Regions from separate parts of the Mus musculus genome. Here region 1 is linked to region 2. A link is a contact called in public ChIA-PET data. All regions are on one chromosome and are shown on one strand. Each heading gives the region's core, a stretch centred on a gene start, on an enhancer-like site or on the middle of the called end of the contact. The rest is flanking DNA. Distances are from core to core; before and after follow the strand shown.

Evidence for each region. ChIA-PET counts read pairs in DNA pulled down with a chosen protein or histone mark.
Region 1: a contact with region 2 is called in an RNA polymerase II ChIA-PET map of memory CD8 T cells, with 793 read pairs. The contact joins two enhancer-like sites. A contact is called at or near these places in 2 of 484 Hi-C or Micro-C datasets (CD4 T cells and uterus) and 6 of 115 datasets of contacts at active chromatin or transcription factors (CD8 T cells, bone marrow-derived macrophages, effector CD8 T cells and 3 more).

Annotation. Positions count from the first base shown.
Region 1 is chr9:56,322,298-56,328,751 of GRCm38.p6, reverse strand. All of the region lies in intron 2 of Peak1 (pseudopodium-enriched atypical kinase 1), which reads left to right. Peak1os (a long non-coding RNA gene) reads right to left here. Exons shown (of 6, transcript XR_003948326.1): 6 at 3,610-4,124. Among named protein-coding and RNA genes, the nearest start is that of Peak1os, 84 kb to the right of the region's middle. Within about 2 kb of position 4,056, at least 60 of the 459 cell types and tissues checked have an H3K27ac peak or open chromatin away from gene starts, as enhancers often do. A contact at or near this core is called in CD8 T cells, bone marrow-derived macrophages, effector CD8 T cells and 3 more, where this site is marked.
Region 2 is chr9:56,462,246-56,468,554 of GRCm38.p6, reverse strand. It overlaps Hmg20a (high mobility group 20A), which reads right to left. Exons shown (of 10, transcript NM_025812.3): 2 at 1,105-1,197. The coding sequence starts at 1,193. Among named protein-coding and RNA genes, the nearest start is that of Hmg20a, 47 kb to the right of the region's middle. Within about 2 kb of position 3,049, at least 178 of the 459 cell types and tissues checked have an H3K27ac peak or open chromatin away from gene starts, as enhancers often do. A contact at or near this core is called in CD8 T cells, bone marrow-derived macrophages, effector CD8 T cells and 3 more, where this site is marked.

The sequences.
Region 1 (6,454 bases), core at 2,807-5,306, 140 kb after region 2:
TACTAATTCAATATTTGGGTACCATGTATGCCACAATTTTTTATTTCTCAATGTGAAATTAGATTATTTTCACAGATACTTAAAGATTACTATGCTGCATACAATTGAAAGTTATTGAAATAGATAATCATTTGCTCTTGGGCCTTTTAAAAATGAAAAATGTAGCTCCAACTCCAAATATAAACAAACAAACAAAAACCCCAAAGGCCATTAGCTGCAGTTTTTTTCTTGCATATGAATAAATTTGCATCAGAATTATATAAATTATCTTTCCAGCTTTGCTTGTTTTTTATATATTGCCAGAACATTTTGATTCAAGATTTGATATTCTGAAATGTGGCTGTTCTGCAGATTTACAAGAACAATGAAAGACTATTAAAAAGATCAGGGAGTCCACATCCCTTGTTTTATTAGGATTCATTCTTGTCATAGATTCCATTAGCTTGGACAAATATATAATGACACATTATAATGTGTACTTTATCATAATGTCATATAGAGGACTTTCATGACCTGAGATCTTCAGTGTCCTGTTTAGTCATCCCTCTGTTCTCTCCCATTATTTTGTTTTTGTTTTTTCTGTTTCCATAGTTCCATAGTTAGATGCAAGCAATGTGGTCAGTTCAGTTTGACTTGTTTTTAACCTATTATAGGTAAAGATACTTTGACTTTCTTTTTTAGCAAAAGATTCTTGCTGGGCTGTGGAGGTCACACCCTTAGTCCCAGCACTGAGGAGGCAGAGGCCAGTGGGTCTCCGAGTTCAAGGCCAGCCAGGGCTACTCAGAGACACCCTGTCTTGAAAAACCAAAGTGTTGGGGTAGGGGTGGGGGTATAAAATGATTTTTACTTTTAGATAATGTAAGTAAGCCTTATAAAAGAATTCACAAATTAGGAAGTTACAGACATAATGCACAGAGGCCTGTTAGCACTATTCCCTTTATTAGTTACACCTTATTTGACTAATACAGTATTAAAGGCAAGAAACCAATATTGGTGCAAATGAGTATATAGTTCTGTGGCATTGCATCACACCTAGATTCCTGTAGCCAACATTGCATTCCTTTGCTATCATATTATCTTTTTATGTAGCAGTGCCCCTTGCCCTTGTCTGTAGGGGACACTGGGCGGGACCTCCAGTGCGAAGCTGAAAGCAAAGGCACTTGTCATACTGTAAATAAACCATCTTCTGTCCCTATTGCAGATCTTAGTAACTCAGCATGGAACACTTTTCTTTGTTAAATTGAAGACTTTCACCATTTCACTTGAAGTTCCCTTATGGCTTCTCTTTGGTGTTTCTGAAGTGTTAGCCTCATTATTGTTAATGAATTCTCTTTCATCCTTTGCTTCAGTACTGATTTCTTTTGTTCAGTCTAGCCACAGATTTCTTAGTGTTATTAATACTTGCTCAAAAAAAACCAAAACAAAACAAAACAGTCTTCAGTTTCATGGATTTTTCTCTGGTTTTCGGCTGGCTATTTTATTTATTTGTTTAGTTTTTGTTATTATCCACTTATTTTGATTTAATTTGCTTTCCCCCACCCCATAGAATCTTAGGCAATTGCTTTTAGTCTTTTACCTCCTTAATAAAAGTAGAAGAAACTATAAATGTGCTCAGAACATCTTAGGAGAAGTATCTCGCAGATTTTGTATTTAGATTTCCACTTTTATTTGACTCAAATTATTTTATATTTTCCTATGATTTTCTCATTTACTGTATAGATTATTTTAGAAGTATATTGTTTGATTTCTGAATGTTTGGGGCTTTGTAGAATCTCTCTCTTGCTGTTTTCTGACTTGATTTCATGTGGTTTCCGTTCCTTCGGTTTATACAGCCTTATTCTTGTTGAGGCAGCGGTGTGTTCTGAGAAACGCCTTGGTCATCCTAAAGGCGCTGCGCTGCTGTGGACCAGTGTTGAGTGATGCTCTGTGTTGAGCGATGCTCAGTGTTCAGTGATGCTCAGCTTTCTCAGATCTCCCTCCTGTGTGTTTGGAACACTTGTTCTTTTAGTTCATGGGAATCTGGTGTCTTCTGCAGTGCTGGCATCTGCCCATGGTTTCTGACAGCTTTTGCTTCACTCATTTTGTACCTCTGGCGTGCACACTTAGGATTTCCCCACTTTTTGAATAAATTCTCTTGTAGACTCTAAAATGCCCTTCAATCTCTGACAATAAGTCTTCTACTGTACTTTATATAAATGGGGCTGTTCCATATTAACATTAAAGGGTTTTTGTCTTTCTAATTTAAACCTGTTGCCTTATTTTTGTGTGTGTGTTGAGGGGGGTCAAGGGGAATAATATATGTTTGGATCTTAAACATTTTATGTCTTAATTATTTACTTGGAGATTTTGTTGTTGTTTTGTTTTGAGACATGATCTTGCTATGTAGCCCAGGCAAGCCCAAACTCAAAATTCTATGTCCCATTCCTCTTACATGGGTCACCATGACCCAGTTATAAAGTGGGCCCTATACATTGAAGATTTAGAGCAAGACATGTACAGCTGTGGTAGTAGAGCACTTGCTTAGCATGTACAAGGCTGTGGATTTAGTCCTAGCTCGATATGGAAGATAATTTATGTTTAATATATTAATAGGTTTTGTATTGAATCTGTCCCCTCACTAGTTTGTTCTCTGTTACTCATCCCTTCAAAGTAATCATGCTGTTAGATTCTGTTTAGTTTCTTTTCTTGGTTCATTTGGGCCACCATCAGTTTATTTTCGAGTCTATGTCCTTGGCTTTTGTTGTTTTAGTTCTTGCTCTATGAATGTAATACATCTCTTTTCTTAGAACGGCATCACATCGTGCCTCATAAGATGTGGTTTTTACAAGAGTGGTTTTTTTCCACTATGTCAGTTTTTGGTTTTTCTTTTGATTTTTGGTGTGTGTGTGTACACGTAACAAGTATGATACACTTGTTAAGATCGAAAAGCAAGTTTGTGAAGTAACTTTGTGGAGTCCTCTATCATGTGAGTCCTGGCCATCAAATCTTCAAGCTTGGTGGCAAGTGCCTTCACTCCCTAAGCCATCTCTCTAGCCTACCCTTAAATTTTTTTTCCTCCCCTCTTGCTCTCTGCACTTCCCTTTAGGTAAATTTTGTTGCTCTGTCTGTAAGTTCACCAATGCCTCTTTTCTTCAGAATATAAACTATTCTTTGTCTATTCCACGCAATTTCCTCTTAAATCTTAAATTTTTATTTGTCCATTTTGTTTTGAAAATCCTCAAATTCACTTACACTCACCGTGTTCCTGTTTTCATTCATATCCTGGACCATTCGAAGAATAGAATTAAAGAATCACTTTATATGTTTGTTGCCTGCTAATTGTCTCATTTCTTAGTGTCTCTAGATGGATATTTTCCTGGTTATGAATTACAGTTTTACTGCCTCTTAAAATATCCAGTAGTTTCATTAAATGACAGATAGCTGTGAATTTTCTATTCCTATTAAATTTTGTTTCTTTAAAGAACATTGGACTTTCCCTAAAAGACAACTTGCTAATTGCATACTAATTTGTTGCCTTCTAGCCTAAGCTCAGATGACTTCCATACAAGTTCAGAGTAGTCCCCCCCCCCCTCCCCCAAGGCTGTGATGTGTCTGTGATGTGGCCCATCTGTGGTCCTCCTGGTTGGTTTGTATATTCAGTAAGGTTTTTCCCTTCATGCTAGAGAGAATTTGTTAATTTTCTGCTCAGTGTCAGCTTTGAGAATCATTTATGTTTTTATTCCTTGTTAACTTTATTTCCTCGGACTTTCATCCTTTCGGGAAATGCTACCGTTGCATACAAGTGTTCGTATAGCTGACACTCAGGAACCCGGTCCCGATTCTAGGAAACCCGTTCGCCCTCTCAGCAGCTCTGCTGTGTGATCTTCAGCCACACCGGTCTCCTCCAGTGTTCTGCTCAAGTTGACAGGATTGCAAGGCTCTGTTTGGTTCTTACTGCGTTGCAGTGGAAACCGCTTTTTGCCGGAGAGGGAAGCTCTTTCTTCCTTCTCTGTAGTCCTGGTCCCCACGCCTGAGTCTGAAATGGTCTTTTCCTGTTTTCTTTACCATGTGGTTCTTGTTTGCAGTGGGAGGATCATTCCAGACGTGTTTACTCCCTCGTGGTCAAAAGCAGATGTGGAATCATTCTAGAACGAGTTATAACACCTTTGCAAAATTCCAAAACTCTCAGATTCCAAAGCTATTTTTAATCACTATTGTTATGAATAATCTTGTTTCTACTGTGGAAATGTTATTTACATTTCAACTCAAAAAGCCCATTACAACTTTAAATCAGAACTGGTCAGAAGACAATGATGTGTCATACCTAACAAATTTTATAACTCAACAAAAAAGGGTTTTTTTTTTTTTTTAGTATAAAACTGACTTCATATTATTGGATAATAACTGTAAATATAAAAATACTATTTAACGTTTCCTTACAAGTATAAAGGAATAAAGTAGCAGTGGGTAATGACCTAAAATAAACTATTTGACCTAGAGTTTATTTAATTTTTTTTCACATAATATATTTTGATCATGTTTCTCCCTCCTCCCATACTCTGCCCAGCTCCCTACCCACCCAAACCTATCTTCTCGTCATCTCTGTCTCTTACTCTCACTCTATCCAAAGAACAAAAAGAAATAAAACAAACAAAAAAAGCCTACCGAGAAACGCCCATTAAGGCCGTTAGCATTTTAAACCGTATTTCCTCTTACATTGGAGGATAGTGATACTGAACTGAACTTAGATTGTGTCAGGAGTTGGAAAACATTAATTATAAAGGGAGACTTTGCAGGCAGTCAGCTTACTATGCTCTGGTCGCTACTTACCCATGCCCTTATATAGTTCAAAAGCAACCGGAGATGATACATAAACAAAAGAACTGGAAACCTTATTTTTAGATAATGAACTTTAAATCTCATATAATTTTTATGCTCAAAATACTCTCCTTTTGATTTTTTCAATTGTTTTAAAATATAAAAACTATTTTTAGCTTGTAGACTATAAATAAGCAGGTGACAAGTTTGGCTTGGCTCCTAGCTCATGGCTTTGACTATGCCTGCTCTGTCTAACTATATTTTCCAGTGAGATGTTGGATTCCCAGGAGATTGATGCGTTGTACTTCAGTTGTGATATTTTTACTTAAAACTATCCCCTATTATTAAGTTTAATAATAAAGCAAACATGTTTGGGCCTATAGGACTTTTGAGAGAGACTGTAGTACAGAGGTTATGTTAGGAGCTGGACACGATGGCATGTGTCTGTATTCTCAGTTACTCAGGCTGAGCTGTGGAGTTTGATATCAACCTGAGCAGCATAGTGAGTCACTCAGTGTCTGTCTGTCCCTCTTTCTCCCTGTCTCTTGTCCCTCTCAATAGCTGTCTTTTGCCACTTTGTGGGGTCTTCTTTCTTCCACTATTCTCCACCCTTTCAATTCCTAACACTAGGTTGGAGAGAAAGAGATTCTTAAATCTAATTTCTTTCTTTTTGTTTCTTCTTCGACCATGACTACTACCAAACAGCAACCAACCCTCCCAAATGACCAACTTTGACCAGCCCTGCTTCTCTGGGGCCCTGGCCTTTATATACCTTATGAAAAATCCCCAGAATTCCAAATGCCACATATTGCAGAAGCTATCTGCAATTATTTGCAATATTAATGTTGCAAAACCATGCCTCTGTTAGAGCACAAGACAGTTCATAGTCAGCTGCTAGGGACACTGAAGCAGCACATCCCACACCTGGGATTACAGTGTAAACCTATTATAATAGTTCTGTCTTTTTTTAAAGAAACCAAAATTCTGTCTTTGTCTCTCTGTCTGTCTCTATCTCCCTGACACATACTCCCTCTTTCATATACACGCATGTATGCACGCATGGTGGCAGAGGCATCTGGCATCCTCTGTTAGGAAGAAAAGAGAGGCAAATTCTGTTGTTCAATTCACTTTTGGTCCCAGTCCTTAAATTGATGGCACAGTTATTTAGAGTAGGTCTTCCCAGCACAGTTAACCCAGTCTAGAAATTTCCTTATAGGCTTGTCTCCTAGGTGAATCTAGATCTGTCAGGTTGACATGACAGTCACTGTTATCCATCACAGTTATTTTGTGATGAAGTTGACTTTGTTTTAATAAACAAAAGGTTCTGAGTTCGAGGCCAGCCTGGTCTACAAAGTGAGTTCCAGGACAGCCTGGGCTATACAGAGAAACCCTGTCTCGAAAACACCAAAAAAAAAAAAAAAAAAAAAAAAAAAATGGAAAAGAAAAGATTTTAAACTTCATATCAATTCCACTTACAAGATTCTGGATTTTCTAATCCCTAGTTTTCAATCCTGGACCAAAGCTTCTTTGATTATTGCCTGCTCTTCTGGAATGCCTTCTGCATATCTTGGTTGGCCCATAGAATAGAAAATATATTTGAAAGCCTTGATTGTCCTGAACTCACTAGCTTTGTAGACCAGGCTAGCCTTGAGAGATC
Region 2 (6,309 bases), core at 1,800-4,299:
ACAAGACTGATCTAAAGAGTGAGTTCCAGGACTGCCAGGAATATACAGAGAAACCTTGTCTTGAAAAACAAACAAACAAACAAACAAACAACAAACAAAACCCAACCAACCAACCAAAACCCCACAAAAAACCAAAAAAAAAAAAAAAAAAACCCCCTCTCAGGTGGAACAGAGACTTTCAAGGTAAGATGTAGACACGGCTATTAACCTTTCTCTGAATTCTTTTACAAATCTGTCTAATGATCCCATGGAAAAGTGATGGGAGAAACAAGAAGTTGGCATCTTTTTTTTATTACTGAAATCTTGTTTATTTTTATGTGTATGGTGGTTGCACCTGTCTGTGTGCCCTTCGAGGCCAGAAGGCAGCACCAGATCACCCAGAACTGGAGTGGTAGAAGGTTGCTGAGCTGGGCAACATGTGGGTGCTGAGAATTGAACCAAGGTTCTCTGGGAGAACAGCCAGTGTTCTTAACCACTGAGCCATCTTTTCTGCCCCGGCTTCTAAACATCTTGAACAAAGAATCATGTTAAAGAGCTAGAACTTGGGCTTAGTGGCTAAGAGTGCTTGAGGACCAGAGTGCGGATCCCAGGACTCACGCAAATGCTGGGAATAGCCCTGTGCAGACCTGTAAGGGAGGAAGCACTGGAGGAAGTGGACCCAGGAAGATCACGGGGCTTGCTGGCTAACTCGTTAAGCAAAAAAACTAAAACAACAACAACAAAACTAGTGCACACCCCACTTCCACCTGCCCACATGCACGCACAAACCATACACAGGTCTGATCTTTGAGGAAAAAAAAAAACTATTGCAGCTTACAAAGAAAATGCGTTTGAGTTTTAGCGTGTTCAAATGCGTTTGAGTTTTAGTGTGTTCTACGTGACAGGTATTCCCTGTGCCAGGCCCACGGTGCTGCTGTATCAATTTACAGGGACCGGACTGCAGCCAAAAGCACATTATAAAGTGGTTTACAACACTTTGAAAAGCCCAACAAATGCACCTTCTACACTTAAGGCACAAAACTGCCTCGTTAGCACCTCAGACTTGGTCAGAAGCTGCGTTCTGAAGCCTCTGCAGAGGTCCAGTGTCCCAGAGCAGCTGCTTACCCAGATGTAGCCAGATCATTGCTCTCCTTGGAGCCATCTTCATCTGCAAACAGGGGCGGCAGGGTAGAACTGGCCATCAAGCTCTCCATCTCCCTGCAAGGAAGAGATCATCATAAAAAAAATTAATGGCTTAATTACTTCTGGTTCAAGCTCCACTAATTTAAGGGCCTGCCTTTCTTAGCTTTATTACATCAGCAACAGAATAGAAACTGACCTAAATGTCTGTTTTCCTGACTTGGACACATCAGTTTAAATTCTGTGGTTAAGGGGCTTTTAACTATGGCTTTATCAACTAACCAGATGAAAAACACATTGGGGGCTACAACAATGGCGTAGGGTAAGTAAGAGTGGCAGGCACTGTACAAGCACCAGGAGCCCATCTTAATCCTCAGCACTCAGTATGAAGCTAGGTATGGCCCTGCAGCACACTTAGAAACCCAGTGCTGGGGAGAGGGGACAGACTGGAGAGTCACTGGGAATTACTGGAAGCCATGCTAGCTGACACAGTGAGCTCCAGAGTCAGTGAGAAGCCCTGTCTTAAGGGAATTCATGAGAAGTTGACAGACTAGGACACCCAATGGTCTTCTCTATATGCACAAATGTGTGCACATGTACACACATGAGAATACGCGACACATACATACACTACACATCATACAAATAAATGTAAACAAGCCCAGTTTTAATAAGCATGGCATACTTTGGAAAATCTTTTATTCATGCTCTAAACTGTTTTTTCCCATTCTTCCCCCCTCTTTCTTCCTCCTCCTCCTCCCCCTTTTTCATTGAATATTTTCTTTATTTATATTTCAAATGTTTTCCCCTTTCCAGGTCTCCCCTTCGGAAGCCCCTATCCCATGCCCCCTCTCCCTGGCTCTATAAGGGTGCTCCCCCACCCACCCACTATCTTCCCTGGCATTTTCCTACATTGGGACATCGAACACCTTCAGGCCTGAGGGCCAGTCCTCCCACTGATGTCCAACAAGGCCATCCTCTGCCACATATTTGGCCAGTGCCATGGGTCTCTACATGTGTACTCTTTGGTTGGTAGTGCCATCCCTGGGAGCTAAGTGGGGGTTGGGGGAGGGTCTGGCCAGTTGACACTGATGCTTCCTCCATGGGGTTGCAAACCCCCTCAGCTCCTTCAGTTCCTTCTCCAGTCCTCCATCGGGAACCCCACGCTCAGTCCAATAGTTGGCTGCGAGCACCTGCCTCTCTATTTGTCGGGCTCTGGCAGAGCTTCTCAGGAGACAGCCATATCAGGCTTCTGTCAGCAAGCACTTCCCGGCATCCACAATAGTGTCCAGGATTGGTGGCTGCATATGGGGTGGATCCCTAGATGGGGCAGTCTCTGGATGGCCTTTTCTTCAGTCTCTGCTCTACACTTTGTCTCCATATTTCCTCCTGTATTTTGTTCACCCTTCTAAGAGGCACTGAAGCATCCACATTTTGGCTTTCCTTCTTCTTGGGCTTCATATGGTCTGTGTCTCTAAAGTGTTCTTTAAGAAAGTAAACAACTTTAACTTATTATTGTTGTGTGTGCATTGCATGTGTGTGTGTGTACCACGGTTTTTGTGTGGAGGTCAGAGGTTGTTTTTCCACTGTGAGGTCTGTGCAGCAAGTGTTTTTACCCACTGCCCCATCTCCCCAGGCCATCAAAAGCATTCCTTTCCTGTAGAGATTTTTAGGTGGAGTGACCTAGAGGGGCTGAAACCTTGAGCAAGATATTTAGCCAATCACTTCAAGCTAAGATTTCACCATTGTGGACAGAGACAAAACTGCTGACTTAACTTACAAAGCTTAACTGACTTAACTTACTGAGAGGGATTAAGCTGAAAGTACTTCATAAACAGGCTACGACAGCAAGCGTTTGGAGAAGTACTATACGCAGTATTATTATTACAACACTACCAGCTCTTAGTCCCTCATGAATCATGCTCGGATTACATGGCAACAAACCGAGCCCTTCAAAAAGGAAATAGTGCAAAGGAAGCAGAGGGCGGAAGGCACACTGATGTGGTTCTGAGTCAGAGAAACCACACTTCCAGGTCAGAAACGTGCACCACTTCACTGCCACAACGCACAGCACGAATAGCATGCACCTGCGTCCAGCAAACAGCTCGGCTTAATTGAAGAAAACATATAAATCACAGGAGCCTGAGGTTATCGGACTGCAAGGATAAAAGGACAAAGAGACAAAGAGAGTAATTTCATTTAGCATATCTCTACAGAGAAGGATTTTTCCCTTTCAAGGTTTACCACCGAGGGCTTCACCCCATACAGTTAAAAGCAGCAGCCGCCGCCAATTCATCACGAAAGTGATATTCACACAAAACACTCAATAGTGACCCCAAACATCAGCCCCTTAAGTGGAACTGCAAAGCACTCAAGAGAGAAGGCGGCAATCAGTGGGTGAATTGAGATGTGAAGGAGGGATTTTACTGAGGCGGCCCTGGGCAGTCCTCCGTGCTACTGGGGAGGGGCGATTAAGGCCAGCACAGCAGCCAGAGCCAGCCAGTGTTCATCCTGGGGGGGGGCGGGGGGGGGAATCGGAACAGCTGCAGGTGATGCCGCCCCACATTCACACCGCTCGATGGTTTAATTCCCAAACACTAATACTGACGCTTTATTTCTTGTCTTAGTTGAGTTCACGTCTAAACGTATTATTTAGCAGACCAAGATCCATCCATAGCTGAACATGACAAAAGAAGCTTCTCTATTTATCTTGGGAACTCCGGCACACAGGAAGCCTGGAGGCAGAGGAGGCAGGCCTTCATGCCATGTGCAGAAGCTTGAGAGCATCTTCAGTTTCTTCAAGACAAGGTATTTTTTTACAGTGGAATGGCTCTAACAAGTACTGGAGAATTCCACTTGTTTTCTAGAATGATCCCAACTCACATATACCTAAGTTTTAATTCATATTATTTAAGACCAGACGAGAGGTTACCAATCCAGTGTTAATAATGTTCATTTAACTTGGTTCCTTCCCCACAAAGAGAGAGAGATACCATAGTCTAACAGTCACACAGCCTCCAGCCTAAAAAGGACTTGGTCAATGTATTTCTAAAAGTGTCCCTAGAAGTCACTGGCCTTCCAAGAGCCTCAGAACTGGGCATCTGAAGCTTTTTGGCACCATTTCCACATTCCTAAAGGGATATATTATTTGGCAGAGAACAAATTAAGTGTTTTTTTTTTTTTCCTCACTGTGTCAACATGGCCTTCTTAAGAGTGTTTTCCAGATATCTTAAGTCAGTTTTTGAAGTGTAGGGGGACAGCTGGATAACACAACCTTAACAACATATAAACAGACCACATAAACAAAGGAAGTTCAGAGAACACACTTTCCACCCCTCCCCCTACCCCCACCCCGCACTCTCTTAAGTTTGTGTTACTCAACCCATATGGCTTCAGATTCATTTTCTCAGTGGCAGGCCACTAAGAAATGAGTAATAAAGTGGGTGGAAGATAAAGGGGCCAAGATCAACAAAAGAAGGAAATGAAGAAAAGGCCAGTGAACGCCAGAGGCCTCTAAAGTAGTTCAGTAATTTGGGCAATACAGTGATTTTCAAGACTATGGCTTGGATCCCATGGGAAGGAGCCTTCATCTGGTCCATGATGGGGTGATTCAAACTGAATCACGGCTACTAAGCCACAGAAGGCCAAGAGTCCTTCAAGTGCATCATCTGGGCCTGACAATGGATCAGTACAGAGGTCACAGTGAACTCTGCAATCCCATGCAAGGCATTTAAGACATTTCATGAATGCTACTCTGGAAGGAGAAAGAAATGTGTACAAAGGCAAAGCAAAATACACAAATTTGCTTCTCTGCTGCAGTTTACATAAATATCATGCAAGATATTTCCTGGCAGAGGGACCTACCCAAGTCTTCTGGCTATAGTCCTAAAAAAATCCTATTATTTTGAGGCTTATGCTTTGAACTGAATCTGCACCTTAGCTTGGAAGCCCTCAGATTCCGTACTAACACTAACTATTCACTTAGCCAAGAGCTAAATTAAGATATATTAATAACTGATATGTTATAATTAAAAATTATATGACTCATACTAACTCACCATTCTCTCCGTGTAACAAGCTGGGATACCAAGTCATGATGGAAGCATGGTTTTGGGGCATCTGGAGAGATGGCCCAGTGGGTACTTTCCCTATCAAGAGTGAGGGTGTCTGGACAAAGCTGACAAATGTAATCCCAGCACTTGGGAGGGTGAGATGGAATTCCTGGGGCAAGCTGGTTAAGACAAGCTGAATCAGGAAGGTTTGGGTTCAACTGAGAGACTGTCTCAAAACAAAATAAGGAGAACAAGTCACCTAAAGTCAACTGCAGGCTTCTACATTTGTGCATACTCATGTGCACTTACGCATACCTGCAAACATGCACATATTCAACAAATAATAGCAAGAGGAATGTGGCTTCTGTTGACATAGGACAACAAAAAAGGAAATTGGGTGATGTTTAAAAACTGTTCCATGGACCAGGGAAAGGACTAGCACTGGCCAACAGCTCTGAGGACTTGGCTTTAATCCTAGAACCCATGGTAAAAGAGAGGACCAATCTTTGGGAGCTGTTCTCCGACCTCCACTTGCCAGCCATGCAACATGGGCAAGTGTCTGCTGTGTGTGCCTGATGGCCAGATCCACTGATGCAGGCTGTGAGCCCAGCACTCCTACAGGAAGATCAGAGGTCAAGGCACAACTCCCTGGAAGCTTTCTGGAGTACACATGCCAGGAGCATGCAGGGTGACAGAAACAGAGACTGCCTCACAAGATGGAAGGAGAAAACTTCAAAAGTTGTCTGGTTACCTTTACATGAGTTCTGTGACACATGTATACCCACACCCACACCCCTTACCCCTCCTACAAAATAATAATAAAAGAGGAAAAAAAAAACCCTCAACTATATATCACCTATAAAGAAAAGCATTTTAAATATAAAGATGCATACAATAGAAAGGGATAGAGACAGTGATACCATACTAACAAAAGGAAGTAGAAGTAACTAATATCAATTCCAGGTTAACTTTTACTCTGCAAAAGAAAATGTCAAAGGAATGAAAAGTAACCTACTTTTCAAATTGGGAGAAATATTTGTAAAAACCACATCTAATAAAAGAACAATTTAAAAACGGACCAAACCCTGCAGAACAGAACCTTATCAAAGAAGATAGACAGATGTCAAATAAGTATATA